Linked DNA regions of Mus musculus: all the other regions are linked to region 6. A link is a contact called in public HiChIP or PLAC-seq and promoter capture Hi-C data. All regions are on one chromosome and are shown on one strand. Each heading gives the region's core, a stretch centred on a gene start, on an enhancer-like site or on the middle of the called end of the contact. The rest is flanking DNA. Distances are from core to core; before and after follow the strand shown.

Region 1 (3,110 bases), core at 3-2,502, 1.8 Mb before region 6:
AGAGAGCATAGGAGATTCCTTCCCAAACTGTTTTCTCTAGAGAAACATCTTTGGTTTCACATTCTCCCATACATTTCGTATCCAGTTCAGCATTCAGTCTGGAATGCTCAAGCTCCCAAATACATTATGAATCAATTCTCTTAATTTCCATGTTTCCACCACTGTCATCTCTCATGGCCTTAGCAACAGCCCTTTAACTACCTTCTTTTATCCAGCAGCAATTTTTTTAAATGTAAATTAAGGTTTGGTCATTCATTACACTTCAGGGAAGTAATACAAAGGCCAAAACCTTGCTATTTCTGCAACTCCAAGACTTCTTTCTCGTCTGCCTTTTGTTTAAAATGTTACCCACAAGGCAGTTCCTTCTCCCATTCTCTTTTCCTCTTAAACCTGGAAGAGGCCTTCTCACCACACCATTCAGCTTCTGGGGCAGCTGCTATTCTCTGCATTCATTTACTTATTAATGAAAAGTTCAGAAACAAGACTTCCTTCATTTTGTCATTTGCTCATCTTAGTAATGAAACTAGCCTTCATCATCACCTGAAGTCTGATTCCTACATCCGGGATCGTTTGGGTGGCCTTTCTCAAGGCCAGCACCTCTCCAGCCTCCTACAACTGCCCCGTCGCCTTCCATTTATAATCGAAAAGTCTGAAGGGTCCCAGGCAGGATCTCTCCCACGTGCCAGTTCCCTTAGGCAGGTCTCCCGAGGCCAGCAGCGATGACACCAGTCGCCCTCGCGAGGCTGGGGTCATACAGGCGCGTCTCCTAGCAACCCCACACCGGCATCTCATCCCTGGCCCTGGGAAGCCAACCCCTTTCCCCAGTCCCCCGCGACTGGAGCCGGCGTCTCCATCCTTACACTCACTCAGCGTCACTCCTGCTTTTCCCCACCCACAGGAGCCGGCTGGGAAGAGGCGGTGCCAGGAGCTCTGCCGAGCCTTGGCCACACCGGGCTGTATCCAGCAGGTCCAGTAGGCCAGGCCGGGCCAAACCACCGGGCGGACCGCTGTGTTAGCATGAGGCCCAGGTTAGAGGTCGTCTCAAACCTCCTGAAACTTCCAGATTTAGCCGACTCCCCGCCGCACTCAACAACTGAGCTAACCTCCCTCTCCTCCAGCCTTCCCTTTCACCCTTTCGTTATCCCCTTGCCCCATTTCTAGTCAGAAAATGGCCTGGCCCAGCTCCTAGCCCACCCTCCGCCGCTCCCCGCCTTGCCCTTACTTGGAGACGGCTTCGGACGTCCTCGCGTACGTCGTGACGTCACCCTCCTCGTTCCTGTCCCCGCCCCTCTCCCATTCTCTCCCTCCTCGAGCCAGCGGCCGGCGGGGTTACCGGAAGTGATGATGCAGGAGGCAATGGAGGGGGCGGGGCTTCGGGGCGGCCGCCGCCGGTGGGCTGCAGATGAGGAGGAGGCGGCGGCCGCGGTGGCAGAAAAGGCGGCGGCGGCGGGGGTAGGGAGCCTGGAAACGCAAGCGGGGATGGTAGGTAGTTTGGACCCGCCGGGCCGCCGTCGTTTCCAGAAAGGGTTTGACTGGAGGAACCTCTGGAGCAGCTGTGAGTTTGGAGGGGGGGAGTTGAGGAAAAGGGGGGAGCGTTGAGAGATGAAGGGGCGGGGGTTCGGTTCCTTCGAGAAAGGGGGTGGTGGTGGAAAGGGAGGAGTGCATATCAGCGCCTTGTCTGGACTGGTCCCTCTGGAAGAAGAGGCTGTGAGGGGAGCCTGTGGCTTGTCAAGCGCAAGGCTCCGAAAACTTACCTACTGTCCCTGCCTGTCCATCGCCAGCACCCCTCAATCCCGGGCCTGGGGACCTGGGGCTGTAGATCCCCGGGGAGGGTCTGCAGACTCTGAGCTGAAAGTCCAGGGTAAGAGCCGTGAGGTAGGAGCCCAAGGGGGAGGTGGTGGGTGAATCTGCAGCTCCCTCCCTGATTTTTCTCCCCACCCCCATCCTTTTCTGTAATCGTTAACAGCTCTGGAATTAAGGGGCTCAGACCTGAAGGCCTTTCAGTGCACCTTTGCTATAAACGATAACCATCTGTGCCTGAGGTAATGGGGCTGGAGGGTTTGCCTATATCCTGTTTAGGAAGTGGGACGGGATGACAAATGTATTGTTTTTTCCATCCCCATCTCTTATCTCCCCTCATACACACCTCTGTTTCATACTTTAATTCTCTGTGGTTAAGTGGCAGTCGTGGACACCCTCTCCCCTTTGTGGCACTTAGTACCTCAGCTACCTCTTTTGAATTTGGTGTTCAGCCTCTATCCCAGCTCCTAACTGCAAGCTTTGTAGTACTTCAGTTATGGTCTGTGTCACATTGGGGAGTACCTCACAACGCCGCCTGGCTCCCGATTATAATGAACATTTTCTTTTATGAATACTAGAATTCCAGAGCTCTTCCAAGGCATCATAAGTGGCTTCATAGCCCAGGAATCAAGGTCTCTCGCTCTAAATACTTTATATGTGAGGAATTTACATGTTGTCAACTCTTTCCAAAAATGATTTGATGTTAGGCTAATTCTGGATTTCTGTGTTTCTCTCCACCCACACTTCATGATGCACTTCAGAGAACAGAAAACCCTATATTACTGTTTTTGTTTCTACAGTTGGACAATAGCTCTTTTATGCCTGTCTCGATTTGTATGTCTTACAATCAGCTTGATTTTTTTATCTTATTTAGCCGATGCCTTGTGTATAGGTGGTCGTAGAAGAGACAGTGTGATATGTGCTTATGCTTTTAGCAAAACACAGTGCATAATGGGTATAGAAATGTCTGAAAAAAAAGAAAGACTGATTGGAAAGAACTCTCTCATATTGTTTAAAAAACAAACAAACAAACAAACACCCCATCATGAGTAAGTAGTGCCTCTTCTAGGCTGTCAGAGATTCCAGAGTGAAGTGTTAATGAATCTTGTTTTGGTGTTGATACATTTTAAAAGAAGAAATTCTCTGTTAATTATGGAACTGTCTTTTAAGAAACTTTATGCGTTAAGAAAGAGTGCGAGATTTTAGGGGTCCTTTGACTAGAAAGTGCAAACGTGTTGCTCTTTAACTGAATTTGTTGTGCAGTATCACTAGGCTTATCATAGCAGATGTTCTGATGGTGGGAAGAGAGT
Region 2 (3,266 bases), core at 344-2,843, 1.6 Mb after region 6:
AAAGGACACCTTGCAGAAGCTGGTGCCCCCTTCTACCCTATGGGTCACTGGGACCAAACTCAGAGGGAGATCAGGCTTGGCTGCGGGCGCCTTTATCCACCGAGTCATCTAGATGGCTCTTGGAAATGAATTTTTGACCCACATCAGACAAACCTAATGATGGAGAGTCCTGTGCTCACCTAATAACTAGAGTGATACTATCTGAGATTTCATTTGTAATCCTAAATTTCCATTATTTTAATGTGCAACCCTGTTAATTGTGTTAACCAAGGAACATGTGTTGGAACATGGACCATTATTTGTTGAATTTGAGTTTTATAGAACCATAACACAGCTTATGTGAGGGAAAACTCCTGATACAATTTCTAAGATAAAATAATCTGAGCATTACTCAAGTCCAGTTTCTTAACAAAACCAGCCAGGGAAGACCTTAAGAAGCAATTTAAATAGCCAAAGGCTCCCTGGTCCAAATGCCTGGTAGAATACTATCACCTCTTGACAATTCTTTGGGACAATCATCTCAACATTTTAAGCTTTCCTGTAGGGAAATCCCAAAATTAACTGTAACTCACTATAACAAATATTTTCATTTAAGCCCCGTATCCTCCTGCCTCAGGCTCCCCTAACAGCTGATATTGTGTGAGTCACCACTTTCCTGCCTTTTGTCAAAATCAGGATGATTGGGGAGGGGGATAAAATGTATATTATTTATCCACAGTTTCTTAAATAAGAAACTTAGATGATAGCACTCGGCATTCAATTGTGTAAAAGGTACATTAACCCGTGTAAAAGGTATAAATTATCAGAACAAGGGTTCCTGTTCATTTTCATTCTCTTCCCCTCCACCCCTTTCTGATTTTGCAAAATAACTGTCTGGTAAGACTGCTGTCTGTATCAACCACAATAACCACACCAGCCCACGGAGGTAACATTCAGCAGGTGCAACAAGAAAGTAACATCTTTCTCTTCCCCCTAAATCAAAATGTATCCTCTTTCACCTAATTTGTCACTTTGGGGCAAACGATACTACAGCTGGCAGGAACTTTCTCCTTAGTGGCAGATGCTGGTTTCACATACCCCGGGGAAGAGCTGTGTTCCTGGGCCTAGCTTTGCTCCACAACTGGAGGGGGGCGGGGGGGCGCGGAGCATCAGCCGGGAATCGATAGGTCCAGAGACCTCACCAGTGGGCGAGCCCCTCGCCCACGTACCCCGCCCCAGTCTGGGTCCAGCACCTACTCTGCCTGCTCGTGCTACCCACCCGGAAGAAAAGCTCAAGCGCTCTGTAGCTAGAAGAGTGGTGGAGTGGACCCGACGCCTCCGGCTTCAGCTGGGAGACCCTCCCCAACCTTGCCCGCCCAGAACTCGGCCCTCCATGCCCACAACCATGGGCAGGGCAAGAACAGACCTGCGCCCTCTCTTCTGTGACCCGTCCAGCCTCCTCGAGGCTGGGATCTACACCCTGCTCCGCGCCACTGACCTTCTCTGCAGGGTCCCGGCGCGCGAGGCTAAGCCGACTGATGCCCGCCGCGAGCACACCAGTTTTCCCTGCCCACGGCCCTCCGCCTTGCTCTGATCCACAGCCTAATGCGTGCCCGCCTCCTGGTTGCCATGGTGACTGCCTCCTCCCCCCACAGCCGCTAATTGGTCCAGCTCCGGATCGCGGAGGACTCCTATTGGTGAACTGGTCCAGGGACGCGCCTACGCGAAGGCGCTTCTGGAAGAACTAGCCAAGAGGGACGTGGCGCTCTCCGAAGCGTGAGGAAGCCGCGCCTCTTCCTTCCCTTGCTGTCTTAGACTAGCTCTTAGTGCATGGCTTAGTAGGGTGAAGTGATGCCCGGGGATCCCCCACAAAATCTTAGGGTTTGCCAGGTTCTTGGTCTCTGGCATGAGCCTGCAGCGCCCACAGTGGTGGAGAAAAAAGTGGTAGCCCTCTTGTGAGTCTTGGAGAGCCTCTTTCCTGCAGGGACTCAGACTGGTATTTAACGTACCCCCACCCTCCTTATCGTGGTCCCTGAGTCCCTGTGACTTAATAGCATTTACCTCTCAGATACAGATTTTTCTTCTCTCTGCCCCGTGGAGTCAAGACATCTTCAACACATTTAACATTAACAACATTTTAACCGTGGGGCATTTTGTACGTGCTTGGAGGGTAGAAAAGCTTTAGAGCCTTGGAGCTGGTTTTGAAGCGTGAGTGCCAGTTACTCGCACCTGACTGATTTTTAGGGTGTTTTGTTTTGTTTTGTTTTGTTTTGTTTTGTTTTTCAACCCAAAGAAAAAGGTCCTAGGTTGTGTACTGACTGGCTGGTCTCCTTGCTGCAACGAAAAATACTAAGAAAAGCAGTTAAAGAAGGAAGAGGGGTTTGGTTTGGTTTGGTTTGGTTTGGTTTGGTTTGGTTTGGTTTGGTTTGGTTTTGGGGTTTTGCTTGTTTGTTTTGCTCACAGTTTAAGGGTGTGCTTCAGTACAGCAGTAGAAGAAGCTTGAGGCAGCTGGCACAAGGTATCAGGAAGCAGAGAGAGACACACGAATGCTGGCACTTAGCACTCTCGCTCGCTCGCTCTCTGTCTCATTCTCTCTATCTCTAGTTGGTTGAATCTACAAACGAAGAACCCACAGATCCAGGGGAGGGTAGACTGCAATGGAAACCACTGTTAGCAAGACACAACGTGGGTTAATGGCTGTGTGCACCATTAGAGATCAGACTTCTCTCTTGCAACACTCAACTTTTCTAACCCATCCTAAAGAAGGTATCAGAGCACTATGCTTCCATTTCCTTGTGTATAAAATGGGGTCAGTAACAGCCACACACACACACACACACACACACACACACACACACACACACTTACAGTCTATAAAAAAGAGTCAGTCACATTGTACTAACTCGGCCATTCTTGGGATGGTGACTAAACCAAAACCTCAGCCTCTAGATTTTAACTCTTATCCACACCTCTCGTCCACTTACTTTGAATAATATCCCAAAGCTAAGCTCCTTTTGTGTTTTAGAATGTTGTCCATTTTTTGTTTTGTGGCTCTGCTTCCACTGAGGGATTGAGAGCAGAGACATATGTTTAAAAAAAAATGAACAAGTTGAATGTAATGACACTTGAAGAGGATAAAAGATTATGTTATAGGCACACTAAATTTCAACTTGAGAGATATTACCTACATCCTAAGAATCGTTAGTAATCCTGTAATATTTGAGTTGATATTCCACCCCAGCACTGTGGGAATTGCTAGACTCACTAGGCACGGTGGTCCCCACGCC
Region 3 (3,530 bases), core at 788-3,287, 1.7 Mb after region 6:
TTCTTTTTATATATGGTAAAAGAGAAAGGGTCCCTATTTCGTACTTGGTACTGGAAGAAGTTTGGGGGTATTGGCTATGCCATGAAGTTCTCTGTGGGAAGTTATGGTTGGAGCAGTTTAAATGTAATGCAACCCCTTAATTCTTTTTTTTTTTTTTCCTTTTTACTATCAAGTCTTAAAATTGAAGCCAGTAGGAGAAAGTAGCTGTTAGCTAGTGTCTAATCGGTCTCAAAGGACAGCAAGCATGGTTTGCACTTTCTTTACAAGTCTGTTCACATTGTTTAACAACCATCGGCAGGCACCACTGCCAGGCAGAGGAGGGGCTGAGAGGGGGCTCCTAGCCCAGCTTCTTGACACCTAACAATTTGCAATTGGAAGCTACCTAAGTCTTCAGCTTCTCAGTCTACTGCACTTCCTACCTGTGGGGCCATACAAAAGCCACAATAAATGAGAAAGCCAGAATTTCAACAAGGATTTGTTTGAGTCAAACCAGGGAGGGCATAAGCTACCAGGGACCAAAAGAAGATAGTTCCCTTTCTCGATCAGAGAGATGAGAGAGAGAGAGAGAGAGAGAGAGAGAGAGAGAGAGAGAGAGAGAGAGAGAGAACACCAAGTTATCTTCCCATAAGACTCAGTGTTTTCTTTTCTTTCCTAAAGGCACACTCTGTTTTCCAGCAGAAGGTAGGAAGCCAGTCCTGAGAGAATTCCTTTTCCTCACCCTTTTAAATCTTGAGGAAGAGCTGCCAAGTGTATAAATTCCTCCTTTGATGAGAAGATAAAGCAGAACAATGCTGTAGAGCTGAGCAGATTCCTAAGGGACATTCTTCTGGGGTGTGTAAGCTTGCGTGGAGGTGGGGCTAGTAGACAGCTAGGGGCTGGGAGGGAGGGTGGTACAGCCAGAAGTTGCTCCTAGACTTCTCCCTAGAATAGCCTTTCCTTTTGCTTTCAGCTAGTGCTGGAGACTAAACCTACTTAGGTGCACTACCACTGAGCTAGGTTTGTTTGTTTGTTTTTGGAGACAGGTCCTGAACTGCTGAGCTTTAGAGTAATCTCCTGTCTTAGCTTCAGCTTGGACTACAGGAAGATGCCACATTCTCATATTCCCTTCCCTGCCCTCCTTCCCTGCCCCCTTCTCCCGCTTCCCCTTAAAGCAGAACTTCATCCAGCCTCTAGAAGTGCAAGCGTGTTTATTTAAACCAAAAGGATCAGAGGTCTCTCCTCCCTTACTAAAGGAAAGGGGGAAATGCTGGGAATACACTTCGAAATCCCAAAACCCAAGCAGACTCTGCCAGTTTACGTTGCCATTCCTCTCCTCCGACAGTTACCGACAGTCGTCTTTTGCAATCTGTAAAACGGGAATAATTCTCCCATCTGCTTCACAGTTTTGAATCAGACAACAGAGCGCTAAACTCTTTACAAGCCCAATTGCAGTCCGCGCTCACGAGAAAGGTATGATTACTATGGGGCCTGGGTGTGATGTCTGGCCGAGCGCTGTTATTACCGGGCTAACCTTGCCCACCTGGCCGCGGCGGGGCTGTCAGCAAACACCAAGGCGAGAACGCCGCACGCACGCATCCAGCCCTTTCCAGGGCCCACACGACGAGCTAATGCAAACTTCGAAGCACCTGAACGTCCGCGAGAGCTCGCCGACCGCTGGAGGGAATGAAAGATTTCGTCTTGACTGTTCTTTTCTGTCTTCCAAACCAAGCTAATCTCTGGGCGGCCTGGGGCCAAAACCTCAAACCAGGCAACCGCAAGCCAGAGATCAGAGGCGCGCGGTGCTGGGACAGGGCCCGGGAACAAAGGGCGCTTCGGAGCTCGAGGCCGGCCAGGAGGAGTCCCGGGGTAGCCTCCCCGAGAGGCCCCCGGCCGGCCGCGCCTAAGACACCCATTCCCCGGGGCAACCACACTCCATCCCGCAACCTCCCCGCTGCTGCCTTTCAGGCTCCGCCTGCGCCCCGCCCGCCATCTCAGGTAGGCCATCCGCGTCGGCCAATCGCAAGGCGCTCAAGTACGGGGGCGGTGCTTGCACCATCGGAAGTGACGTGCAGAGCTCGGCTGGCCGCGGAGTCAGTCGAAGCTCTCCTCAGCGGCCGGCTGAGCCAGCTGAGGCGGGAGAAAAACATGGCTCGGACCTTGGAGGGCGCGAAGGCTCGGGTTGCGGTGAAGACCAAGACTCCCGCAGCGTGAGGTGAGGGGCTGCCGGTGCGTGCGGAGCGGGACCTGGCTCTGCGCAGCCGCCGAGGGACTCAGAGGGGAGGGACCCGGCCGCCGTGCCCCTTGGTCACTCCATCCTCTCTGACTCCTTCCTCGGGGCCCCGTCCCCCACCCGACGGTCGCCAGCGCCCCGCGCCAGGCCCCTTTGTCGCGGGCCGCCGGACGCTGCTGTCCCTCGGGGGGCGGGGGAGGGGAAGCCACCCCACGGTCCCCCGGGACAGCGAGGGAGCCGCGGTGGCGGTCCCAGGCTCCTGTCCCGACTGTTCTGGAGAGTGGCTGTTGAACTTCTGCTATGGCCTCTTCCTTCTCCTCTCCCAGCTCGGTTTTTAGAGCCTCGGGTGGTTCTTTTTCTTCTGAGACCCTTCACCTCGTTACCTTAAAACAAAAATCCAGAAACTGCTTGCTTTGGGAACGCAATGATATTTGTGTATATTTAGTGCATCATCTTTCTGCTAGGGCATTAAAGTAAGAATATTTAACTCTTCCTGCGTGACTGAGGAACAAGGAATAATTGAAGAGGAGGGGAGTGTATACGGTAGTTCTTTCACCGTGTTGTCCTGATAGAAGGTGAAGTCCTAATTAGTATATTTTTATTTTAGCCAGTGGGTGTTTGAATTCAGTGACACGAAGGAAGCATCCCTGTTTGAACAAGATTACTTCTTAAAAAGTATCCCTAAATCTTTCCAGGTAGGTGTCAGGAAGAATACTGCCTTCGGGGCGGGGGGCGGGGGGGGGGGGAGATCACTGAATGTGGTACATCTCAAGCCAAGGACAGAAAATAAAAGGCTATTCTTAGGGGGTTGGTGAAGTAGTGTTCGGGAAGAGAGGCTGCGCAGAGGTCCTGGAACACTGGTTCCAGGGAAGACTTTGTACTCTTGCCTCCCTGATGGTTCTTTCTCCACGAGAAACTGTTAAGTAGCTCTGCTGTAATTGGAGTTGGTTATTCAAGGTTACAGACCACGCTGAAGTGCCTTGGTTGAAATTTTCAAGTTTTTGAAACTGCCTGCAAGTTTGGCATTCAGTGTTTTGAATACTGAAAAGCATTGTAACTGAGAGAGAGATATTTGTTAACTCAAACTTAGTTTCAAAGTGATTTTTAACATAGATACATAATAAATACAGCACCTCCACAGATTCCCATGGGTGCTGGCGGAATTCATATTGAAAGCAGTTTGTCTTGTAAAAACCTCCGTTGTCTTGGGCATGGTGGTGCACCCTATAATTGCAATGCTTGTCTGCACTGCAGAGCTCTGGTAGGAGAGTCACATTTAAGGTCCGCCTAGTCTACCTAGTGAGACACTGTCTCTAAAAAT
Region 4 (3,496 bases), core at 298-2,797, 1.7 Mb after region 6:
AAGTTTCGAAAGTTGCCATTTAAAAGAGGATGCTAGCTTTTTTGTAGGGTGTGTGTGTGTGTGTGTGTGTATTGTTGTGGTGGTGGTGGTGGTAGTTGTGCTTGTGCTAGGGATTGAAGACAGTGCATTGTGCATGCTACTGAGCTGCATTCCTTAGGAGGTTTTGTATTTTGAATGTGTATTTTCAAACTAATGCATAGAATAGGATCTCTGGAAAGGTATGGTGTTCTTGTAAAGCAATGAAATAGTAGTATAACAAATTTTCAATCCTATTAAATATTTTAAGTTTTCCTTTGTGTATGTTAGGGTAATAAAACAGTGCGAGATTTGTGTTAAGACAAGTGTTTGCTGCTGAAAGTTATATTTTATAGAAAATGCCCAAATCAAGCAGATTCTACCTTTTTTCCATGTAAATTAAGAGACTAGTATAGTAACTTAGTTTTACATCTCAGTATCCATAAAAGTATAACAAGTTCAGATGGGGAAGAAAATTCAAATAGGAAAGTTTAATAATCTAATTATCTACAAGGAATCTATAGCTATTTCATAATAGTGATACAGGTTGCAAACATAATTATTAGAAGCATTCAATCTAAGTTTGATGTACAAAAAAGATTTTCATATCAAAGTTTCAAGCCTAGTTCCTAAAAAGTTTTAAATTTTAATTTACTATTTGTGTATATGTAAATGTGCATGAGTTTCTGCAGGAGTCCATTCTCCTTCTATATGAATCCCATGTATCTAACTCAGGTGGTTAGACTTGGCAGTAAGCACCGTTACCTTCTAAGTTATCTTACCTATCCCTTACTAATGTTTTTGAGATAGGGACTTGATATGTAGTTCAGGCTAGCCTCACTCTTTTTTTTTTCTTTTAAGATTTATATATTTTAGAAATGTGAGTACATATTCAGTGTCTTCAGACACACCAGAAGAGGGTATTGGATTCCATTACAAATGGTTTTGAGTCACCATGTGGTTGTGGTTGCTAGGAATTGAACTCCAGGACCTCTGGAAGAACAGTCAGTGCTCTTAACTGCTGAGCCATCTCTCCAGCCCCCAATCTTTTCTAGATACCAAGATCTCATAAAGTTTGTGAAATCTTATGCTGATTTTACTTGTACACTGTGAATTCAATCCCCAGAACCTGTGTAGAGATGGAAAGAGAGAACTGACCCCACAGTGTTGTCCTCTGACCTCCACACATGCACAGTGACATTCATGTGCACACGTGTGCACGCGCACGCACACACACACACACACACACACATACTGACATCATACATATGTATTATAATAAGAAAGTTTGGTTATGTAACCCAAAAGGTTAAAAAAAAAAAAAAGGTAAAGAGAGCACCAATTATGGGCAGGTTTTGGAAAACATTGGAGTGGGTCTTTCATGTGCTCACATACTGCTCAGTCTCAGCCTACTCACAAGTATTTCCCTGAAGCTTATGCTTTCTGTTGGGAAACAGCATTGCAAATACCTATTCTCTATAATTACTGCATGTACTTATGTGTTCATTTCCTGTTAGAAATTCTGTGTGTTAAAAACCCCACTCTAACGGATATTTTTCTCCTTACTCAGCAGGCCTACTTCCTGCTTCCTCTTAGTGTCTTTTGTTTGGTTAATAATAATCTAAATACTTAAGTGCAGTTTTTGTGTGAGATCAAAACCAGGAAAGGAACAGCTTTAAAAAGCTGTTTTGGTACTTTAAGCTTAAATCAGATGTGGTGGTCAATAACTGTTTTAGTTAATTTGAACAGATTTCAGATATTTTAGAGGAGAGATTAGATGGCATTCATAAAAGTGGTTTTGAAAGTTGGATATGATAGCACATAATTAAAATATTTGAGGCTAGAGAGATGGCTCCATGGTTAAGAGCATTTATTGTCCTTCAGAGGACCTGGTTTGGTTCCCAGCATCCATGTGGTAACTGACAGCTATCTGTAACAGAAATGTTTTGAATACTTGGTCATAGGCAGTGGCACTGTTAGGAATTGTGGTCTTGTTGGAGGAAGTGTGTCACTATAGAGGTGGGCTTTGAGGTCTCCATATGCTCAACCTATGCCCAGTGTGGCACAGTCTCCTGCTACCTGTAGATCAAGATATAAACTCTCAGCTCCTTCTCTAGCACCTTTGTTTGCCTGTTCACCACCGTGTTTCCCATCATGATTATAATAGACTAAACCTCTGAAACTGTAAGCTAGCCTCAGTTAAATGTTTTCCTTTATAAGAGTTGCTGTGGTCATGGTGTCTCTTCACAGCAATAAAACTTTTAACTAAGACATTCCAGTTCCAGGGCATTTGATTCCCTCTTCTGGCCTCCTCAGGCACCAGGCATTAATAAGTATGCAGGTAGAAAATACATGTACTTAAAATAAAAATGATAATAGTTAAAATAAATACAAATCCCAGTACTTGGAACACTAAGAAGATCAAGGCAGTGTCTGAGGCCAGCCTAGATTATATAGTGAATTTGGGGTTAGCCTGTACTGTAGTATAGCAACATTCTATTTTAGAAACAACAATGTGGTTTTATAAGTGTGTCACTTGATGTTTCTAAAAGTTTATTAGCAGCCTAACTTTATATATTATTGGCAGAATGTCCAACATCAATTTCATTTTATTTCTTTGAGGCAAGGTCTCATGTACCCTTGAACTCATCGTACAGCTGCTAGACCTTAACTCCTGACTTCCTCCCTCTACCTCCCAAATGCCGGGATTATAAGCATGCTATTTTCAGCCATTTCTTACCTTACCCCTCCTTTTCCCTCATTAATTTTAAAGAAGAAAGATTCAAAATATTCTTATTGTATAGGAAGCAATGCATTTAGTTCTGAAAAGTAATATATTTAGAATGCATTTGCTATAGGTTTTTTTTTTCAGAATTGCTTTTATCCCATTTAATTTCTGAGTAATGTATGAGGAACTTTAAAACTTGTATTGGCATGTAGTTTTCCCATACAGTATATAAATATATTTTTTTCCAAGACAAGGTTTCACTCTGTAGCCAATGCTGGGTGGTTTCCTAATTATATACCCTGGGCTGACTTGTAGAATCCTCCTGCTGTAGTCTCAGTAGTCTTATATCCAATGCTAAGATTATAGGTGTGGGCCACTAGGTATGGCTTCCCTTTTAATATTCTTTTGTTGTTTTGAGTCAGGGTTTCTCTATGTAATCCTGACTGGCCAGGAACTTTTTGTATAGACCATGATTGCCTTGAACTCACAGAGCTCTACCTGCTTCTGTCTCTGTAAAGTGCTAAGAGTACTGCGATTAAAGGTGTGTGCCACTGGTCCCAACCCATGCAGTATTCTTGACATTTTTTTTTTTTTAAATCAGAGAATATACTGATAGATTTTTGTTCTAAAATATATCCCATTTCTTCTAAGGGCCAATGCCCTCACAGATGCTTTGTATGGATACAGCAGGGAAGTTATCCTAGTTCAGCTTTCCTAGCAATCCTGAACAAACTTTTCTTACATTTAAAAGAG
Region 5 (3,465 bases), core at 20-2,519, 1.4 Mb after region 6:
GAAGAATGGGGCTAGAGAGAGAGTTCAGTGGCTAAGTGGGTGTGTTTTGTTACTCTTGCAGAGAACCGGATTTCCCAGCACCCTGTTCACAAAAGCCTGTAACTCCAGATCCAGGGGGGAATCTAATGCCCTCTTCTGGTCTCCATGGGAACTGCACCCGGGTTCACATTAACCACACACACACACACACACACACACACACACACACACACACATAAATAAAAATAAAATCTATTTTTTTAATAAAGAGAAATCACAAGTAGGCTTGGAGAGACTCAGAATTGTTGATCAAATCTCAACAAAGCAGGAAGAAGATGCCCACACTTAGAACGATTTTGAGGGGGAAATGGGAATTTAAAATGGCAGGTCTCACCCATCTACTTCTCTAAAAGTGGAGCCAGCTATGCCCAATATCCATCCAGTTAGCTACCAATACCCTTCCAAGCTGGCACGCCCTTGTCTGGCTGCCGTCTACCTTCCTCCTGGGATACTGACCTAAGACGCCTCAGTTTCCCTCAAAGACTCCTGTACTCTGCTTAATGTTTTTCTTTTCTTATTCCTTACCTACACCATTTTTACTTTCTTTTACTGGGAGTTAACATCAAGTAAACATTAAGGATTTTTTAAAATCTAGACCATACATCATCTCCCCAAGGAGGCGACTGAGTAACTGCCGCCTCCACAGAGAAAGGCACCTCCAACTTCCTGTCCCTCCCCACATTGTGGGCCCAGCTGCTGCGCTCATCTGTGCCCATTAACCCCACCCACTCTAGGCAGAAGGTGCTTAAAATCCCGCTGGAACCCCCGAACCGAGTCCAGTGATGCAGCCATTCCTCTCCAGCTCCACAAAATAAGGGGTCAGACTCCAAATGACAGGCTCTTCCCACCTCTGCTGATAAAGGTCTCTCTTCCCTGGTCAGGGGAGGGTCTGCTGACATCTACAAAGTCTTGCCAACTTTGATTACAGGGTCAGAAGACAGCGCCATTTACCTCATTTTCTACTTGGGATGTCTGCCCACTCTCTCACACAGGCTTCAGCTTGTCAGTCTAGCATGGCTACATATAAACTGCAGGCTTAGAGACGAAAGACTGGCTTTGCAAACGGAAACAAAATCAGAACAATGATTCCAACACAGGCTTCTTCCTTTCCTGAAATAGTTGCAGAAACTCCACAGCTTGTCTTAGACAGAGCCTTAGGGCTGAAGCCCCTAGTGTGGCCTGGAAGCTGAGCCTTGAGCGCCATCTAGGAGCAGAGGGCGGCACTGCAGGCTCTCTCAGACCAGCCGAAGTTTCCTCTCTAGCTGGCCATCTGTGAAGGACTCCGTTGAGGCCAGAGACTGCCAGGGACTCATGGGATTTGTGTTCAGACCAAGTCACTTCCGTAGCTGGGTAGTGCTGGGCATTTTTTTTCTTTATTTGCAAAGCAAAGATTACCATGCCAACCTCACTCGGTGAACAGAGGATTAAATAAGAAAAACTGTATAAGCTGGCATAGAACATGAAGCAAACAAAAAACACTATTCTCTTGACTCTTGGCTTTGCATCTGTTGCTGTGACAAAAGGTATTCTAGCAAAAAGCAACTTAGCTGGAAGGGAGGGCTTATTTGGCTCACAATTCCAGTCTATAGTCCATCGTTAAGGGAAAGTCGGGGCAGGAACGCATGCAAAGCCAAGAGCGGAAGGGAACGAATCCGCCCACGCTGCCTACCTACTCACGCTCAGCCGTTCTGCTCTCATGTTCTGCTCTCATGCCGTTAAAAGCCCGGCCGGTGAAATGGTGCGTCCCACATTCCAGCTAGGTCTTCCCACCTCAACTAACAATCAAGAGAATCCCTCACAGACCTGCTGGCAGGTCAATCCCCCAATGAAACTCTCTCCCCCGGGTGAGTCTGTACAGCATCGAGTCAATAATTAAAGCTACCCATCACACCTCCCTAGGCCATAAACGGACTGAGTCCTCAGTCAGACAAGTCGCTTAGGGGAGGAAAAGCGCCTGCCATTTGGGATCAGACCCTCACGAGGGACTGGAAGGGCAGAAATAACAAAAAGCAATATCTACAACATGTGGCCTACAGTGGGGGTGCAACTGGTGAGAAAAAGGATGGGGGGGCAGTTAACCCACCGTTCCTTGCATGAGCCCCCGAGGTTGAGCAAGTAGGAAGATAGTAATAGCAAGATAAAGATAAATAGGACTGTGTCACAGTGAATGAACCCAATGTAAATAACAATACAGGTAATGTACTGGACACAAAGTCAGTAGCTATTGAGGCTAGCTCTACTTCCTTTATCCCTATGCAAACAAAGGATTGCTCTTTGGACTTACAGACAAACTATGAAGACAAAAAAGGAATGGTCTAGGGCACAAGAGATGGATCAGCAGGTAAGGTGCTTGCTGCTAAGACTAACATATCTGAGATCAATCCCTGGGACCCACAGGATGGAAGCAGAGAACTGGACACAATAAGCTATCCTCCAACTTTCACACGTGTGGTGGCACATGCTCAATGTAAGTGAAAATAGATAGATGTGCAATATTTAGGTGGGAGAAGATCTGCTCTGGCTTACATACTTGTGACCCCATCTTTTTTTTTCTCCTAACAGAGGTCTTCCTCACTTCTGACACTAAAATGGAACATCTCATTGCCTGAGGCTTTCATGCCTTTTTCACCCCGTTCTCCCAATAGCCTGAGTCCAGCTCCTATTCAGATGTCCTCAATCTCTGTCCTGAACCTGCAACACTCTCTCCCTGGGCTCTCTACACTCCTGTCCCTCCTGCCCAGACTCACAGGGACTCACACTCTGTCGAGAAGGCCAGTGGAAAGTTTAAGCCCTCCTGGATGTAGACCTTCCTCCACAGAGATTGACTGTCTGATCTCTGCTTTCCCCAAATGTAGAGCCCACAAGAGGGAGAGTCATGTAACAGGCATCACCAACAAGCATGGGAAAATGTCGTAATGCTCAATGTCGTAAGCTATGGAGGAAAGGTGAGTCCAGCTGGCAAAGACATATCTTTATCTAACACCAGGATGGAGAAGATAAAGAAGAGAAAAGTGTGTTGGTGACCACACTGGGAATCCAAACTATCAACACTTTGCTGGTGAGGATGTAATGGTGCCATCACTGTAGAAAGTAAAATTGGCAGCCTCAGGGGAATCCAGAGGTTACAGCATAAGTACATATTAGTAAGTATTAAAACCAGGGACAGTAAGATGTAGGTTCCTGGTGACCAGAGTTCAATCCCCAGTTCTAACATGGTAGAAGAACCAACTCCCAAGAGTTGTACTCTGATCTATAAATGTGTGCTTACATGTGTACATATTTGCACATTTGCACACACATGCACACACACACTAAAATAATATAATTTTAAGATTATTAAATAAAAGAAGAATATTTAAGAAACATATTGTTCTGGTTTAAATAGGAAATGTTCTCCATAGGCTCATGCTCTGAATATTTGGTTTC
Region 6 (3,331 bases), core at 58-2,557:
TTTGCAGTGCCAAAGTTCTGAGGAAGATTTGTGTTACGAGCTTCATCTTCTGACACATTTCAAAAGGTCACTTTGTGGTAGAAAAAGAGGTGTTTGTAACCTCTGAGCCATTTGGAAGGTTAGTGAGAGCTGGATTGGGACCTGGGACTGGCCTAAACTTAAATTTTACTTTGGGAACACCGACTAAACTAAGCTTTCTGGGGCAGTAGCCAAGTTGCCAAGGAAAAACTTATTACTCTGCCCTCTCTTAGCAAAGTGACTGCTCCTGGTACCACCAAGATGGGCACCTCATTGCTTGGTAGCAGCTGTTTGGGTCCTTTTGTTCTCAATACTGAGGAGAAGGAGGGAATTCCAGGCTTTACAATTTTTGACATGATTTCTGTATCAACCGAAGTCATAATATCCCCCCCCCGCCCCGCCCACACACAATGAGCGTCCTTCCTGGTCAAAACTGTTGTCTGTACCTTCTAGTACTTTCCACAAGTTCTATGACAAATTGTATGCCCCTTTGACAGAGCCACCATAGGCCAGGAAGGGACCAGGCATATTTAGGAGCACTATGTGATCTCTCACATTTCTCTTTAACCTCCAAGGCCTTTAAAGAACCTGGGAATTAAGGAACGAAGTGTTTTTAAAAATAATTTAAAATTAGTTGAAGGTCGTATTTAGCCTGGCTTCCCCATACATCCATTAATCTATCAGTCTGAAGCCCTCCAACATCCGAATTGCTCCTCTACTCATCCATCCCTCCGAATGAAGCGCTCCCCTAGCTACCTGAAGTACTCATAGATTATCAAGTGAAGCACCCCGCAAATGATTCCCCCAAAAACTGGCTGCAAATGAAGCCCTTTAAGAGTTTGTGCATCTTCCATGTTCTCCAAAGGCCAGAGCTGGGGAGAAGGCACAGACAGCGCTCACTTGGGGCAGCCAATACTTCAGTCAGCAGGTGCCACAGCAACCTAAAGCGTCCTTGCCCTTCCAGCCTCCGCATAGGATGCCATTGCGCATCCCCTGCGCAGCTGAGCGGACAGGCGCCTGAGCGGTTTTGATTTCCAGCAGAAGAGCTAGGGACTAGAGAGGCCCCAGGATTTAGGAAGATCTGGGTGAGAGACTAGGTACGGCGGTTGAACCGCTTCCTTCCGCTCCGCCTCTCGAGGGCCACACCCCTGCACTCTGATTGGTCAGAGTCTTTCAGTTTCGCTCTCCTTTGACCTGGATTTCAAGTCATGCGCTAGCTGCCGGTTGGCCCGACTTCCCAGAAGCCGGAGTGCGGTCTACCCAATGAGGAGCGAGTTTCGCGAGGGCTGTCGGGAAAGGCAGCTAGCCTATATAAGCAGACTGCGGGGCGTTCCCCCGCGCTCGGGTTGCCTTGCTGGTGTTGGGGGGATAGTGTGTGTTCGCTCGTTGATAACCGCGAGTCTGGAACGATGGCGGAGGGGGATAACCGCAGCAGCAACCTGCTGGTGAGTTGCGGTGGTCAGTCTGTCCCCGGAGTTTCCGGATGGGCCTCCTGGCCTCGGTGGACTACCAGGGACAGCCAGGCCTTATCTCCACGGTGGAGGTCGCTGCTGGCGATCCCCAACGTCCCCCGGAATCCTGCACCATAAGGCTTGGGCCGTGCGTGAGGAAGTGTGAGAAGGGGGCTGTGGCAAGAAGGAACCTGGGTAACAGGTTGGGGCACTCGGCCGCCAGGGGCCTTGTCTAGCGCTCCGGCTCAGGCCGGAGACCTACCTGTTTTGCCCTTTGATCTTAATCTCATGTTCCGTAGATTATTTTTAATCATGATTCTTTTTCTCCTAAAACTTGGCGCAAGGGTGGAGGGTCAAAGGGCTGCTACAGAGAATTAGTTTATCGCTGACACAGAATTTGTTGGAGCTGGCTGGTTGGAGTTCACCGCAGGAAGCTGAAAACGGGTTCTGCGGAAAGGACAGTGGGGGATCCTGGCACTTGTCTGGGAACTGGCGAGGGACTCACGGGACTGGATGCAACTTTAAAAATGATTTAGCACGGATTTGACGGAGCTACACGAGATGATGGTATTAGAAGAGGGCGCGTTTGCTTCATTACAGGTCTTTGTTTTTGGTTAGGTCTTTGTTTTTGGTTTTTAAGGCTAGGTTTTCGTGTAGCTTGACGAGGCTAGCCTTGTATTTGTCATCCTCCTGTGCTGGGATTACAGTTGCGCATCACCAGGCCCTGCTAGTTTCAAATTTTTAACTGCATCACCCACCTAGGCAAGAACGAAAGATCTTTTTTTTTTTTTTTCTGTATTGTCATTCCCCAGAAAAGGCAGGCCATATCAGAAATGAAAAAAGCAATCAGCTTTTAATGCCTGCCTTTTTAACTGCTAAGTGCCGACAAGATTCTTCGGGACAGTTTTGATTAGTGCAAGATTTTCAGTTTGTATTTGTGTTTAGAGGTGCATTCCCTGTATCCTTAAATTCCCTACACACACACACACACACACACACACACACACAGTACCATACAATAGAGATGCTTACCCTGTACCCTTAAACTCCTCCTACACAATACCAGCAAACAATTCAATAAGAGGATTAATTGCTGTACAAGGAAACTATCATGGGAGAGGGCCTGATCACTACTATTTCCATCATTTTAAGGAGAGCAAGTCCATTAGTCTTGGATTTCCTGGATTTAAATATATTAACCCCTTTATGTCTCAGTCGCCTTATCTTAAAGTAGAGGTTGTGAGAATACCTTTTCCAGTTTTTTTGGAGCGTCAATTGAAGTATAACATGTAAAATGTTTAGGATTTCTAGTATGGGGAGATGTCAAAAGTACTTAGTCACATATCTCATCTTTATTAAAATTAGCCTGAACTGTTCTATATTTGCATATTCCTTTGTGAAGAGTTGATAGTGTCAGTTGGGCATTGTGTGTATGTAGTTCCTGGATGTTGAATCCAGAGTTCTGCACAAACAGGTTCTAAATACCTTCCGTTACCAAAGTCCCTGATAGGTTCAGGTCACAGTAGCCCATGGTAAAGGTGTGCTTTTGGCTAGTTGTCACATATGCAGAAAAATTTTGAGATTTAATTGAAATTCTATCATTAATGATGAGGAGCCATTAAGTGCTGAGCTCACATAGTTTGGTTGAAAGAGTTTTCTTTAATTCCACAGTGACTGCCAACATCAGAGTCATTCCATTATACAAAGCTATTTTAGAGATTTATGTACTTAGTGTTAAGGGAAAGGTTCTCCTGATGGATTTAGAAGGACTTCAATCAATAAAACGGCCAATCGACAGATCAATGCCAACCACCTGAAATGGGCAAACAGAATATTCAATCTAGTAATATTCTGAGCACTGC

Evidence for each region. Promoter capture Hi-C pulls out the DNA fragments that hold promoters and counts their contacts. HiChIP or PLAC-seq counts read pairs in DNA pulled down with a chosen protein or histone mark.
Region 1: a contact with region 6 is called in a promoter capture Hi-C map of pre-B cells, with 3 times the contacts expected there. The contact joins the promoter of Lyrm1 here to the promoter of Arl6ip1 in region 6. A contact is called at or near these places in 2 of 39 promoter capture datasets (liver and pre-B cells).
Region 2: a promoter capture Hi-C map of pre-B cells shows a contact between it and region 6, with 13 times the contacts expected there. The contact joins the promoter of Nucb2 here to the promoter of Arl6ip1 in region 6. A contact is called at or near these places in 9 of 39 promoter capture datasets (the C10 cell line, cranial neural crest, frontonasal cranial neural crest and 6 more), 1 of 484 Hi-C or Micro-C datasets (pre-B cells), 5 of 115 datasets of contacts at active chromatin or transcription factors (epiblast stem cells, forebrain, large pre-B cells and 2 more) and 1 of 9 other capture datasets (liver).
Region 3: a contact with region 6 is called in a promoter capture Hi-C map of hippocampal neurons, with 6 times the contacts expected there. The contact joins the promoter of Pik3c2a here to the promoter of Arl6ip1 in region 6. A contact is called at or near these places in 9 of 39 promoter capture datasets (the 3T3-L1 cell line, 3T3-L1-derived adipocytes, the C10 cell line and 6 more), 3 of 484 Hi-C or Micro-C datasets (B cells, CD4 T cells and uterus), 3 of 115 datasets of contacts at active chromatin or transcription factors (astrocytes, embryonic limb bud and epiblast stem cells) and 1 of 9 other capture datasets (liver).
Region 4: a contact with region 6 is called in a promoter capture Hi-C map of liver, with 5 times the contacts expected there. The contact joins the enhancer-like site here to the promoter of Arl6ip1 in region 6. A contact is called at or near these places in 9 of 39 promoter capture datasets (the 3T3-L1 cell line, the C10 cell line, cranial neural crest and 5 more), 7 of 115 datasets of contacts at active chromatin or transcription factors (the 230-238 cell line, astrocytes, bone marrow-derived macrophages and 4 more) and 1 of 9 other capture datasets (adipose tissue).
Region 5: a contact with region 6 is called in an H3K4me3 HiChIP or PLAC-seq map of embryonic midbrain, with 11 times the contacts expected there. The contact joins the enhancer-like site here to the promoter of Arl6ip1 in region 6. A contact is called at or near these places in 5 of 39 promoter capture datasets (cranial neural crest, frontonasal cranial neural crest, hippocampal neurons and 2 more) and 6 of 115 datasets of contacts at active chromatin or transcription factors (the 230-238 cell line, embryonic forebrain, embryonic hindbrain and 3 more).

The regions. Positions count from the first base shown.
Region 1 is chr7:119,894,003-119,897,112 of GRCm38.p6, reverse strand. Lyrm1 (LYR motif containing 1) reads right to left here and starts at 1,252. Exons shown (of 4, transcript NM_001285959.1): 1 at 1,223-1,252. It overlaps Dcun1d3 (DCN1, defective in cullin neddylation 1, domain containing 3 (S. cerevisiae)), which reads left to right and starts at 1,368. Exons shown (of 3, transcript NM_001163703.1): 1 at 1,368-1,555.
Region 2 is chr7:116,502,696-116,505,961 of GRCm38.p6, reverse strand. Nucb2 (nucleobindin 2) reads right to left here and starts at 1,593. Exons shown (of 14, transcript NM_001130479.2): 1 at 1,478-1,593.
Region 3 is chr7:116,441,965-116,445,494 of GRCm38.p6, reverse strand. It overlaps Pik3c2a (phosphatidylinositol-4-phosphate 3-kinase catalytic subunit type 2 alpha), which reads left to right and starts at 2,037. Exons shown (of 33, transcript NM_011083.2): 1 at 2,037-2,191.
Region 4 is chr7:116,407,677-116,411,172 of GRCm38.p6, reverse strand. The region is part of intron 2 of Pik3c2a (phosphatidylinositol-4-phosphate 3-kinase catalytic subunit type 2 alpha); the gene reads left to right. Among named protein-coding and RNA genes, the nearest start is that of Gm40453, 25 kb to the left of the region's middle. Within about 2 kb of position 1,547, at least 71 of the 459 cell types and tissues checked have an H3K27ac peak or open chromatin away from gene starts, as enhancers often do. A contact at or near this core is called in adipose tissue, bone marrow-derived macrophages, liver and 1 more, where this site is marked.
Region 5 is chr7:116,699,420-116,702,884 of GRCm38.p6, reverse strand. No RefSeq gene overlaps it. Among named protein-coding and RNA genes, the nearest start is that of Gm39074, 17 kb to the left of the region's middle. Within about 2 kb of position 1,269, at least 26 of the 459 cell types and tissues checked have an H3K27ac peak or open chromatin away from gene starts, as enhancers often do. A contact at or near this core is called in the 230-238 cell line, where this site is marked.
Region 6 is chr7:118,127,601-118,130,931 of GRCm38.p6, reverse strand. It overlaps Arl6ip1 (ADP-ribosylation factor-like 6 interacting protein 1), which reads left to right and starts at 1,307. Exons shown (of 6, transcript NM_019419.2): 1 at 1,307-1,463. The coding sequence starts at 1,428.